Linked DNA regions of Oryza sativa: region 1 is linked to region 2. The links are chromatin contacts, called in public HiCAR-type maps. All regions are on one chromosome and are shown on one strand. The core of a region is the stretch at or near the end of the contact, and the rest is flanking DNA. Distances in the headings are between cores, read along the strand shown. Region 1 holds the start of LOC4340926. Region 2 holds the start of LOC4340917.

The links. HiCAR-type assays count read pairs that join an accessible place to other places.
Region 1: a HiCAR-type map of leaf shows a contact between it and region 2, with 1.9 times the contacts expected there. The contact joins the promoter of LOC4340926 here to the promoter of LOC4340917 in region 2. A contact is called at or near these places in 1 of 15 Hi-C or Micro-C datasets (seedling) and 1 of 4 datasets of contacts at active chromatin or transcription factors (leaf).

What each region holds. Positions count from the first base shown.
Region 1 is chr6:13,357,970-13,363,742 of ASM3414082v1, forward strand. LOC4340926 reads right to left here and starts at 1,829. Exons shown (of 3, transcript XM_026026157.2): 1 at 1,662-1,829; 2 at 1,458-1,576. The coding sequence starts at 1,795. It overlaps LOC4340927 (protein FERTILITY RESTORER RF2, mitochondrial), which reads left to right and starts at 4,239. Exons shown (of 5, transcript XM_015786391.3): 1 at 4,239-4,421; 2 at 4,685-4,776. The coding sequence starts at 4,707.
Region 2 is chr6:13,184,396-13,190,086 of ASM3414082v1, forward strand. LOC4340917 reads left to right here and starts at 2,956. Exons shown (of 1, transcript XM_015785383.3): 1 at 2,956-4,159. The coding sequence starts at 3,214. The coding sequence ends at 3,663. LOC9266816 reads right to left here and starts at 1,102. Exons shown (of 14, transcript XM_066311640.1): 1 at 991-1,102; 2 at 771-862; 3 at 539-663. The coding sequence starts at 827.

The sequences.
Region 1 (5,773 bases), core at 579-3,078, 170 kb after region 2:
GTTAAAAAAGAATTCATCATACACTGTTACCTTCCAGTGGCACTTAGAACGTAAAACATATGATAACATAAGTCATTCCTACATCTATCTCTAAAATAAAATGCATGTGATTAAAGAAATATAATATTTTCACATCCCAAATTTCACACGTCTAAGTGAATGGCCTACTTTTGGTTCCTCAATTTAACATTGTCTTGGGTATTAAGGTGCAAAGGGTGTTTGCAAGCATGTGCATATAGTTTGAAAAATGACACATTGATTTAATTATTTCACATGTGATTTAGATTTTATTGAGATATACCAGATATTGGTTGCAGTAACCATAATATTTCATTTTGGACAACTAAGGGTCAACTAGTAAAAACATATGGATCTAAGCTAATAGGTCAAATTTGTTGTAATGTGAAATGTAAGCAAACAAATTGTACATGGGTAAGAAAAGTGTAAAGGAATAATTTATACACATATAAACACCAAACATTTGGTTGTAACTTACTCCCTCCGTACTCACAAAGTAAGTCGTTTAGGACAACATTTAAGTCAAACCTTGGAAATATAAATCATGAATAACTCTCAAGTTGTTGAGTTTAAAAATGTAAAAATTATATGAATAGATTTGTCTTGAAAAATACTTTCATAAAAATATACATATATCACTTTTCAATAAATATTTTTATAGAAACAAGAAGTCAGAGTAATGTTTTGGAGACCGTGTCGCTGTCCTAAACGACTTCCTTTATGAGTATGGAGAGAGTATAAGTCAACATAAAAAATTTCTCCTGTCTATACAAATGTTCTCATACTCGACTATTCCATTTAGATTCGAAAGCTAGAAAGATCAGATAAAAAATCCCAGATCAAACAAAACTAATCTGATGAGTCCATAGTTTAAAGAGAACACTGACTACATGCATATTTGCAGCAAAACATTAGGTTAAAACGAATAGAAGATGCTCTTATCTATCTGTCATAGAACAAATCTGTCACATGTCATTAGCAAGGCTATTAAAAAAACATAAAAACAATCTAATAAAGAGCTGTTGAATCCAAAAATATAACTATCCCTTCAATAAAAGAAACTAAATGCAGGTGTCCTATTAATCAAATATTCACCTCCTGAGTAAGGCGTGGGTGAGTCGCCTTACCGCCTTTACAATCATGATACAATCTCAAGAGCGATAACTATGCAAGATGCAAATTAACGTTCCTAGGTCTAAGGAAATTACCATCGTCATTTACACTTCAATAATAGCAACAGGAGCTAATGATCTATTGTCACAGGGGATCCAATCACAAGCCAAATTAAAGGAGGCTTGTCGCCAAGCAGCGTTTTCTCATAGTCTAGCCATTGCATTGAGCTTTGCACATCCCAAAGTATAACTCATGGAGCTTGCACAACTGGATTCCAGCAAGACCAAAACAAAACAACAAAAAAAAATGGGGGGAAAGAACCGCACCTTGAGGGACGATGCCCCAGCTCTGGGACTCGGGCGAGATGGCCGACCGGAGCCTGGCCGACGCGACGGCGCTGTGGAGCGGCATCACGGACAACAAGCCCCCGCACACCGAGGGTAACCTGTCCACCCCACAACCGGAGCAATGTGAGCGGAGAAGGGAGGGACCGAAGCAGGGAGCGGGGGAGGAGGAGGAGGAGGGTTAACCTGTGGAGGGAGGAGGCGCGGCGCGAGGAGGCGGCGAGGAGGGGAGAGGGAGGAGCGGCGAGGGTGCGGCGGAGGGAGGCGGAGACGGCGCGGGCTAAAACCCTAGATCGGATCACCATGGGCGACGCCGCCATTCCGTCTCGCGGCGATGGAGGTTCCCAAGATAACAAGACGACAGAAGTGCTGCCTTCACTAGTAGTAGTGGTTTGGGGCTTTTCGCCCACGCATACGGGCACCGGATCAAATCTAATGTTTTTTCTTTTCTAAAAAAACTGATTTGTTGATTTGTTTTTTTAACGATTTTGCTATACAAAATTTTTTCCACTATAAATACAGTATAATTGTTTTTTTCTAGAATTATATAGTACAACGCACGCACATTCACCCCTATGAACGCACGCACACTCACCCCTATGAACGCACGCACGCAAAACCTACCCTATGAGTATTTTCGAAGACTGGGCCGGTAAATCCTGGGGATTGACGAAGTCACCACAGACGCCTCGCTGTCAAAAGAGCATGTAGCCTAGTGGTTACAAGTGTATCAGTAGCACCTTAGCTCCGTGAGTTTTTCATTTTTCAGGATTTAAATATAGTATAATTATAATATAATTATATTGTACTAACTCTATTTTTTAATACGTGACGTTGTTAAATTTTTAACGTATCATTCCCCTTATTCAATTTTTTTAACAAATATAAAAGAATTAAGTCACGATTGAAGAAAACATTTGATGATAACTTACAATAAAATAAATGATAATTACCCTTTTTAATAACATAAATGATCAAACGTGTCTAAAAAGCCTCAAAAAGTTAATGATATCATATATATTGAAAAGGGAGAGAGTAACTTGCACATAACTATAATATCTTATATTTAACTTTCACATTATTCTGTAATGTAACTTGTATTTAACTTTCACATCATTCTAAATTGTTAGATTTACTTTAAGATTTATGCAAGTTGGGTAGATAAAAATCATAGTGCATGTATGGATGATGAGATTTGATCATGCAACCTCCATAGCTCTGTTTCACGAAAGGAGAATGTTACCGCGAAATTTTTAAAAGTTACGTATAAATTATAAATTATATTATATATAGCTAATGTAATCACACTATGATTACACTACATTTACATTTGATAATTTTTTTGGAGGAATTTTTTTGGCAAATGTATAGCCAGTCTCTTTTTTAATATATCCTATCATGTGATAACACGATGAGTCTCCTCTGCAATACTGCTCTCTAACGTGTATCATTGACATGTGACCATTACATATATCAGCCACTTAAAGAACAATATGGCAGATAATTTGTTTCCGCGATATTGATGGGGACAAAAGAATGCACACAAAGTAAGATAAACATATCATTCTTTCCACTAGTTTAGGGTATTATAAACTGGACTTTTTTTTCTTAAATACTAAAGTTAAGAATGTTATGTTTATATATATTTAAGACACAATACACATCTTTATAGGTTTGTAAATAGTTTCCAAAAAGACAAGTAATCAAACCGTGGAAGTGAATAGTGCCCTATTTGTTATTTCAAAACGATGGGACTAATTCATATTAAATTTAGAATAGGGGAATTATGTTCTTTGCCCCTATTTTTAGTTACAGTTTGTGATTCTCCCCTCTCTATTTGTTTAGTATTGTGCCCTTGTTTTTTTTTTAACGAAGCAAGTGTTTGTGCCTAGTTTGGATGGTATTGGTATGGATTAGCAATTGTGCACTTGCATCACACAGGCGGTGGTCGACGGGAGATGATTTGGGCATCCCCATCGATCTTCTTGGCAACTGACGAAGGGGAGAAGGGTTGGCACGCGCAGCGGGAGAGGAGCGCGGCGGTGGCTCCCGGTCGCTCCTACCCCCTCTTCCTCGCGAGCTTGCCGGTGGCGTCGAGCTCCCGATTCACCCGCGTAACACACTCCTGTGCCAACGAGATCACGCGAGCTGGTTCTCGGTGATGACTTCCTGCAGAGAGGATGGGTGATGATGGTGCAGCGCGTCGGCTTTTATAGCCGCGGCAAGGGAGGACGAGGATGGCGTCGGACCACGGGGCCTCCCAGCTTCCTCCGCTAACTAGTCGTGCTCGGTGACGTCGCCGACACTAATGTACATTTCCTCTCCGCCGGCCACCAGTCTTCTCCCCACTCGTCTTTTCCAGTGAGCGCTGCCGCCACTAGCGAGGGCCACCGCCAGTCGCCGCGCGCCTTCGGTTCTCCCCATCGCCGGTCGGCAAGAAGGGGAGGACTGGAGGAATAGAGGTGGAGAGAGGGTAAGTAGTCACTTACACATGGAGCCCACGCTAACTTAGCTGTCACATCGGACAAAATCGAGGATAAAAACCGTCTAAAAATCTATAATGATCTAAGTTTTGTAAGTTGAGGAATAGCATATATCTGTTTTTTTTTAATTTAGGGATAATTTCTTAACTATGCGACAAGACAAGGGACCTTATATGTATGAATATAGGCGTTATAAAATATGCAGCCGTAAATTATGACAAAGTCAGTCCGTTCGCGACCCAACCGGCTTAACCGGCTGGCCTCGGCTACTCGGCCCAATATCCCCGCCGGCCCACCAATCTGGCCAACAACTCAGTCCCTAACGCCGCCGCCAATCTCGCCGCCTCCGCCCTGAGCCCCGGCAGCTTTGTTTTGGCCTCTCCGTCGCCGGCGGCCATCCTCGCTTCTTGGCAGCTCGCGCGACGCGCCGGACCAGCCGACTCGTCCTCCCTCCAGGTTCCACGTATGTGATTCATTCTTCTGAAGTTTTTCAGTTCGGGAATTCAGCCCTTATCCGACTATGTAATTCCGAATGCATCGAAGTATATAAATGCTAGCTTAGCTTAGGGGAACTGAGGTGGATAGTTAGTTCCTCCATTCCATGTGTAATCGTTCTGAGCCGTGGATTACTGGAAAAATCTGTGTGTATTTCTATTTTCTGTGCTGATTTATGCATTGTTGGATGAGTGTGTTTTTTATGGGCTTGTGAACTGTTGCAAACTGCAGGCCTTGAGGTTATTTTCTGCCAATGCCAGCATCAACTATGTGCTCATTGCCACAAACTGTCGTTGCCTCTGCTGCAACCGCGCAATTCACAGGTAACTAATCTCTTTCTGAGGTCCAGCATTTTGCGTGATAATCTAATTAGGCTCAGCAATTAGCATTTAGACGGCTTTTTTTTTGTTGATTCCTCGCTTAACGCTCCCACTAGTAAAAGAAAAATGTAAGTGATACATTGAGATTCACATAAGCACATATTTTATTATCTAAAAAGAAAACATAAGCACACATTTTATATGTTGGTTACTGATATCTCTATGAGTATGAACATTGGACAAATGAAAAGGATATTTGTTTATTTTATATTTTGAGTTGAAAATTAGTTTTGCATTTAGTTTGGATTACAATAAAAAGTTAGTAGTCAAAGTTATGGGTTTGAAATAATGTCAACATCCTAAACATCATTTATATGTGACAGCAGGATGAGGTCAAGTGTTTAAATTTTCAAGTAGCCGATTAGTTGTATTTATATCCGAATTGTTTTTAGTTGATGATATGTGTTGATGCCTTTATTTTGGGTGTCAATAATATATTGAGTTTCCTCAATCATCATGCAGATATTATAGTTGATAATGTTTGTTATCGTCTTTATTTTCAAAATGGTCCAATATAAATCCCTCATTTGATTTCACTATAACTATACATATAAAATTTGTGCCTGTTGTGCATTTATATTTTCTTTTAAATTCTGTGTACTTTGTGTATTTCTTTAGAGGCATGCAATTGTTCAATACTTGAAATATGGATAGAACACCTAATCAGGGGCTGACCTTCCCTTGTGGCAAGTGGTGGCATGTCATACCTAACTTCTGGCGTGAACAACCCCTGAAAATAGACACTGAATGTTCCATTAGTTGTGGCTACGAGGGAGGCAAGGGGCAAACGAGCTTGGCTATAAAAATGTCATTTGATTGCCTGACACACCTAGCGCAGAGCAGTTGCTAGTTCGGGGGCCTCCTGTGGGCAGAGGAGACATGGCTACGATGGTCCAATGAGAGATTAGCAGAGTGCTGGCATCAAGCCAATCAGTTTCTT
Region 2 (5,691 bases), core at 1,706-4,205:
TCCGTGGCTACATTCAAAAGCAGGATGTGCGACGTGTTCACAGTAAACATAGCGCCTGCAGAAGTTACAGAATGGAGAGAAGGGGTAAGCAGTATATATATATAATATAGGCACTGTATATAATATAGTAGTTTAAAACAAGAAAGAACGAGATGAAGAAAGAGGAAGCAGACGCTATGGGGAAAGCCGTGAAGAGAAGAGAAAGGGAAGCTAAAATCTTTATAGGCAGCTGGGGGGGGAACAGCAGGAGAGGAAGCTGGAAAGCAGACGCGCACTGACCACCGTACGCAACGGCTACAAAGCGAAACGCGCCGACCGTTAGCTCCACAGCAGCCCACCATATGAGTGACACATAAACACGAGCCGGGGAACCGAACGCGTGAGCGCACGGCATTAAACACGAAGACTGCAAACAGATACGCTTGATCTAACGCACACAGCAGAAGCACAAAAGCACAACAACCACTAAAAACATGGCGAACAATGCACGGATCCGCTAACACAGACAGAGATGGAAAGGAAGGAAGCGAGAAATAACCTCGGACGAAGAGGCCCGCGAACGCCGTGGGACAACAAGGACGAAGCAAGTACGAGAGGAGGACGAGACAGAGAAGACACGAACGAGTCGATCCAGAAAGCGAAGGAAAGATAGGGGGGTCCGCACTGAAACAAACAAAGCAATGTAATCAGGACATATGAAGCACAAAACATAGGCAGGGGATACATAGGGGCCTGCCATGCGGACCCAAAGCACGAGAGGGAAAACCTACCGCGAGCTGCCGCCGCGGAAGACCTTTGCTGTGCTGATGAACAGGTTCAAGAACCATGGAAGCAGCGATCCACGCCGTGCAAATCCCGGCCCCTACGAATGAACACAACAGACACCACCGAACAATCAGCCAATAAGGGATAACAAAAACAGAAAGCCGACACAGCCGCAGAAAAGCGGAGCGACCGCGGAGAGGAACCCGCTGCAAGCCAGCGCCTTACCCTGCCATAGCGGATGGAACCAAACGAGACCAAGCAGCGGCGAATTGAACGCGGCAGCACAGGCAGCCAAAAGGGAGCGAAAACGACGGTGTAAGCCCTAGAAACGAAGAGCAGGAAGAAGCACTATCGCTGGAAGGAAGGGGAAAAAGAGTGTAGAAGGGATGCAGGGATCCGGAATGTGAACAACAATGCACCCACCAACAAGGAAGCAAAGGCTGTGGGGCCCATAGGCAATAGGCCCACCGAAAGTGCACACAGGCTAGCACAGCCTCGGTGCAAAACGAAGGCGCAACAGCCGAGTCAACCGAGGGCAGACGACCCAATCAAAACGCACCGGACAAACTGAGCAGCTGCCAACCACACCCACGCCTGCTCCTCCAACCACCCAGAGCACGGACGCGCAACACAAACACCGGTAGACACAGCGCACAGGAAAGCAGGAGCAACAAAAGGCAAAGGACCCACGCATCAGAGAGGAACACATGGAGGAACGATCCCACCAGACAAAGAACAAAAAACGGCAGCACTGGTGCCACCGCAGCAGCAACAAACCATGGACACAGCTCACAGTAGGTAAGAAACGGGAACCAGCCGCACGGCCCACACGGCAGAGAGCCAAAACACATGGACCAAGCACACGAGCGCGCTGAGCTGACGAGCCGCACAGAAGCAACGCAGCAGAGCGAACGCAAACGCCGATCGCCCAGCACGGCAGCTACCGCAGGCCGTCAACACCGCACAAGCTCGATCGAACGGACAGCACAGCAGGCAAGGAGAGATGGCCAGCCCCAGCGCTCCCAGCGCCGGATGACGTGCCGCGCCCCGACAGCATCCACGACAGCCCGAAAAGCGGAGAAGCGAGCAATCGGGGGCTAGAATGAAGTCTTTAGGTATTCAAAGATTGTGCATGGTGGACAGATGATATATACATTGTGCAGAAAGGTGTTGACAAATCATTGTATATGCATGACTTATTCGAAAGACAACCTTGGCACTAACTTTTGTTAGTGCTATTAATGAAAAAGTTTTTTTTTGAAATATTTATGCAGAATTGACAAATAGCAGGTTTATCCTATATTTCACGCAACTTGATAAAGATGAAGGGGGTACATAGTATGGAACTCATCTTAGAAAACTTATGAAACATACACAATTTTTTCCTCGCAAGAAAATAATTTTTCAAACATCCAACATTTGTGAACAACATGCAACCGACAGAATTATTTGGCTGATATATATATTAAACTTGAAGATGAATTGAAAGAGATAATGGAAGATACAAACAAGACAATATTGGATAATGATATCGATCGTGCAGTGCCACAATACTCTTAACGTCTAGCTAGCATGTTAGATAGAAAGCTGAAGAAAAGAAACCGATGGAATGCATGGTCGTAAAGGAGATTCGCTTCTCGTGCCGGTGTATATAAGTCGTCTATCATGAATTTGTAGACAATATTTTCTTTCTAGATCAATAATTGTTGACAATATTTTGACATAGGAAATCAACCTGTACAATATGCGTTTATTGTGATGGTGGACAAATGCAACGTTGGTTTACATTCATGGAAAGACGTACAATTCATCCATATACACACAACTCATATTACTGATCAAAGACAACTTCGACACTAACTTAAGACTTAAGAGATGCTGTCGGGAAATGATATTTCAGTGATTATCTGTTGAGGAAGCCTGATGAAGATGGTGGGTATATATAGAGTTTCATTTGAGATAAAATTTATGTAAATTATTTTTCCGTATATATGCAACCTAAATATAACTAAAAAATGGTAGCATGTGAAGTTTCAAAGGATATTTGTGCATATGTAAAAAAAAGAGATAAAGATAAAATATATGTGACCGGAGTCACTGGACGGTTCATTTTAGGGGTAAAGCTAGGCATCAAGTTGAGATTCTTGTGTGTGTAATTAAAAGACCTCTGCTCTCTAGTAGTTAATGTCCTTGTTGCCATCAGATTACCGGTAAAGCAAATGCTTCCCCTGCAAAGTAATCCAAAACATCTCCGTGCCATGCCCATCAAATTAAACAAAGCCGAATTGTTAATCAAACAAGGACAAAGAAAGGCAGGCAAAAGATGAAAAAAGCGGTGACGTGGCCACCTGCAGCTAAGCTTAGCTTAGCTTCGATCGATGCCCATATATACATGAGTACACACACATCTCGCCTTGGGCACTCAGCCAGTAGGCAGCAGCTGCAACAATGGCGGATCACCGGAAGATCACCAGTGATGAGGAGGAGGCGGCGGTGAAGCCGACGAGGAGCTTCCGGTACGAGGACTACAGCACCAGGAGGGTGTTCCTGCGGAGCTACCCTCTCCAGTGGGACTGGGCGTCGCCGGCGCCGGGGGAGAAGGAGAAGCAGCAGCAGCAGCAGCAGGTGCAGGGCGTCGTCGCCGGCGGCGACGGGGAGGAGGATGACGATGAGTACGGCGGAGGAGGAGGAGACGAGCGCGGCGGGAGGAGGTGGCGGCGGCAGGTGGCGGTGGCGGTGGTGGAGTGGGGGGAGGAGAAGCTGCTCCTGCTCCGGCGGGTCAAGAAGAGGCTGGCGCTCTACCTCATCGGCTGCCACTACGCCGGCCACCGCGCCGCGCTGCCGTTCAAGTCCTCCTCCGCCTCCTGCACCGCCGCCATGCTCGCCTCCTCCCGCTGATCGATCGATCGGCCGCGCCATGGCGGACATGCCCATACCCACCAGCTAGCTTTGCAATCATCGGTCGGTCGATCTACACAGGTTAATTTCGCCATAGCTTTCGAATCTCCACGTACGCTGCTCTGTTTATCTGCTTCGAGGATATGCCTGAAAATTCATCGGTAGAAACGACGAACATCCGAACATGGCCTGTCTGTACGTGTATGTTAGTACAGGTAATTAATTAATGTAATAAGAAGTTCAGAGCTTGTAATGGGTGCTGGTTGTGTACATGTAAATTCTTCAGGACAAATCTTTAACATAGGGAGTTGGGGATTTTGTATGTATGATGTTGAATTGCAACAGGAAACGTTGCAGACAGATTAATAGGTGAAAATCTAGCTTTAGATACTTTTGTGTTAAGAAACGTGAAAAGTTCTTTTTTTGAGTTTTGAGCATGGCCTGTCTGTTTGTGTATGTTACTACAGGTAATTAATGTAACAAGAAGTTCAGAGCTTGTAATGGTGCTGGTTGTGTACATGTAAATTCTTCAGGAAATGTTGCCATAGAAAGTTGGGGATTTTGTATATGGTAGTATTGAATTGCAACAGGAAATGTTGCAGACAGATTAATAGGTGAAAATTAAGCTATAGCTTTAGATACTTTTGTGTAAAGAAATGTCAAAAGTTCTTTTGAGTTTTGAGCATACTCTGTAAGAGAGAAAAAAAGTGGTTTTGAGCAACTTTTACATAATAATAAAGTCGGGGACGGGACATGTATTGGAGAGTCTTTGTATAAATCAAGTACGTTGCTATTTCTTTTTCCGGTTGACTGCTAGGACACTTGAATCCGTGCGGTACCATATGGTGGCCGTTGATCTGGCTTCATCGGAGGGCTAGGAACGTTTAGTACCGCCTGGCACCGCATGCCCTGACTGAGGAGGTACCGTGGGTGGGAGGGTAGCTTCGTACTTTCGCGTTCGCATCTCTTTCGCACTGCATGCTGTCTCGGGAGAAGTTTCACTCGGCAAGAACCGTATATCCCCGTAGCATGGTTAGGATTGGATCCCGGTCGCCTGAAATCGATTGGGAGCTCGCTGCAATTTTACATAGTGCTTGTTTAGTTTCTAACTTTTTCTTCAAACTTATAACTTTTCTATCACATCAAAACTTCCCTACACACGTAAACTTCCAACTTTTTTTTTCAAACTTTCAATTTTAATCAAACTTCCAATTTTAATGTGGAACTAAACACAGCCATAGGATGATCTGGGTATGCACAGAAAGAGAGTTCTAGTGGTTCAAAGTGACACAAAGATAATATCTAGTCCAAAGAAAAATATTGGTTAAAAGTGGCACAAACTAAAATTTAAGTAATAAAAGATGGACCAAACTATTATTGTCCTAGTTCCTACAGTGTATAACTATTGAACTGCAAGAAACAATGTTGTGGATATTAATTAGTAGGTGAAAAGCCAGTATAACATGCTGTTCTTAAAGGGGAAGTCAAGTATACCTTGGCATAGCTTCGGTTGTATGGCTTTCTCTGCCGGAAATCCTGTTTGGCGATCGATCGCCAAACAGGATGGATCAGCGATCGATCCCCTCCCCCCTCCCTCCCTCCACCTAGTTTCCGTTTTGGCACCGCATTACTTTTCTATTTTAGTAAATTTATACACCTAAAGTTTATACACCTCAAGTTTACACATCTAAAGTTTAGAGACCAAAAGTTTATAAGTCAAAAGTTTATATATCCAATTCAAATTTGAATTTGAATTCAAATATTTTTTTATATATAGCATTTCTATACATCTAAAGTTTATAGACCTAAAGTTTATATACCTAAAGTTTATAGATCTATAGTTTATAAGTCAAAAGTTTATATACCCGTTTCAAATTTGAATTTGAATTATAGCTGATTCAAATTTGAATTTGAATTCAAATATTTTCTATATATAGTATTTCTATACATTTAAAGTTTATACACCTAAAGTTTATAGATCCAAAGTTTATAAGTCAAAAGTTTACATACCCGATTCAAATTTGAATT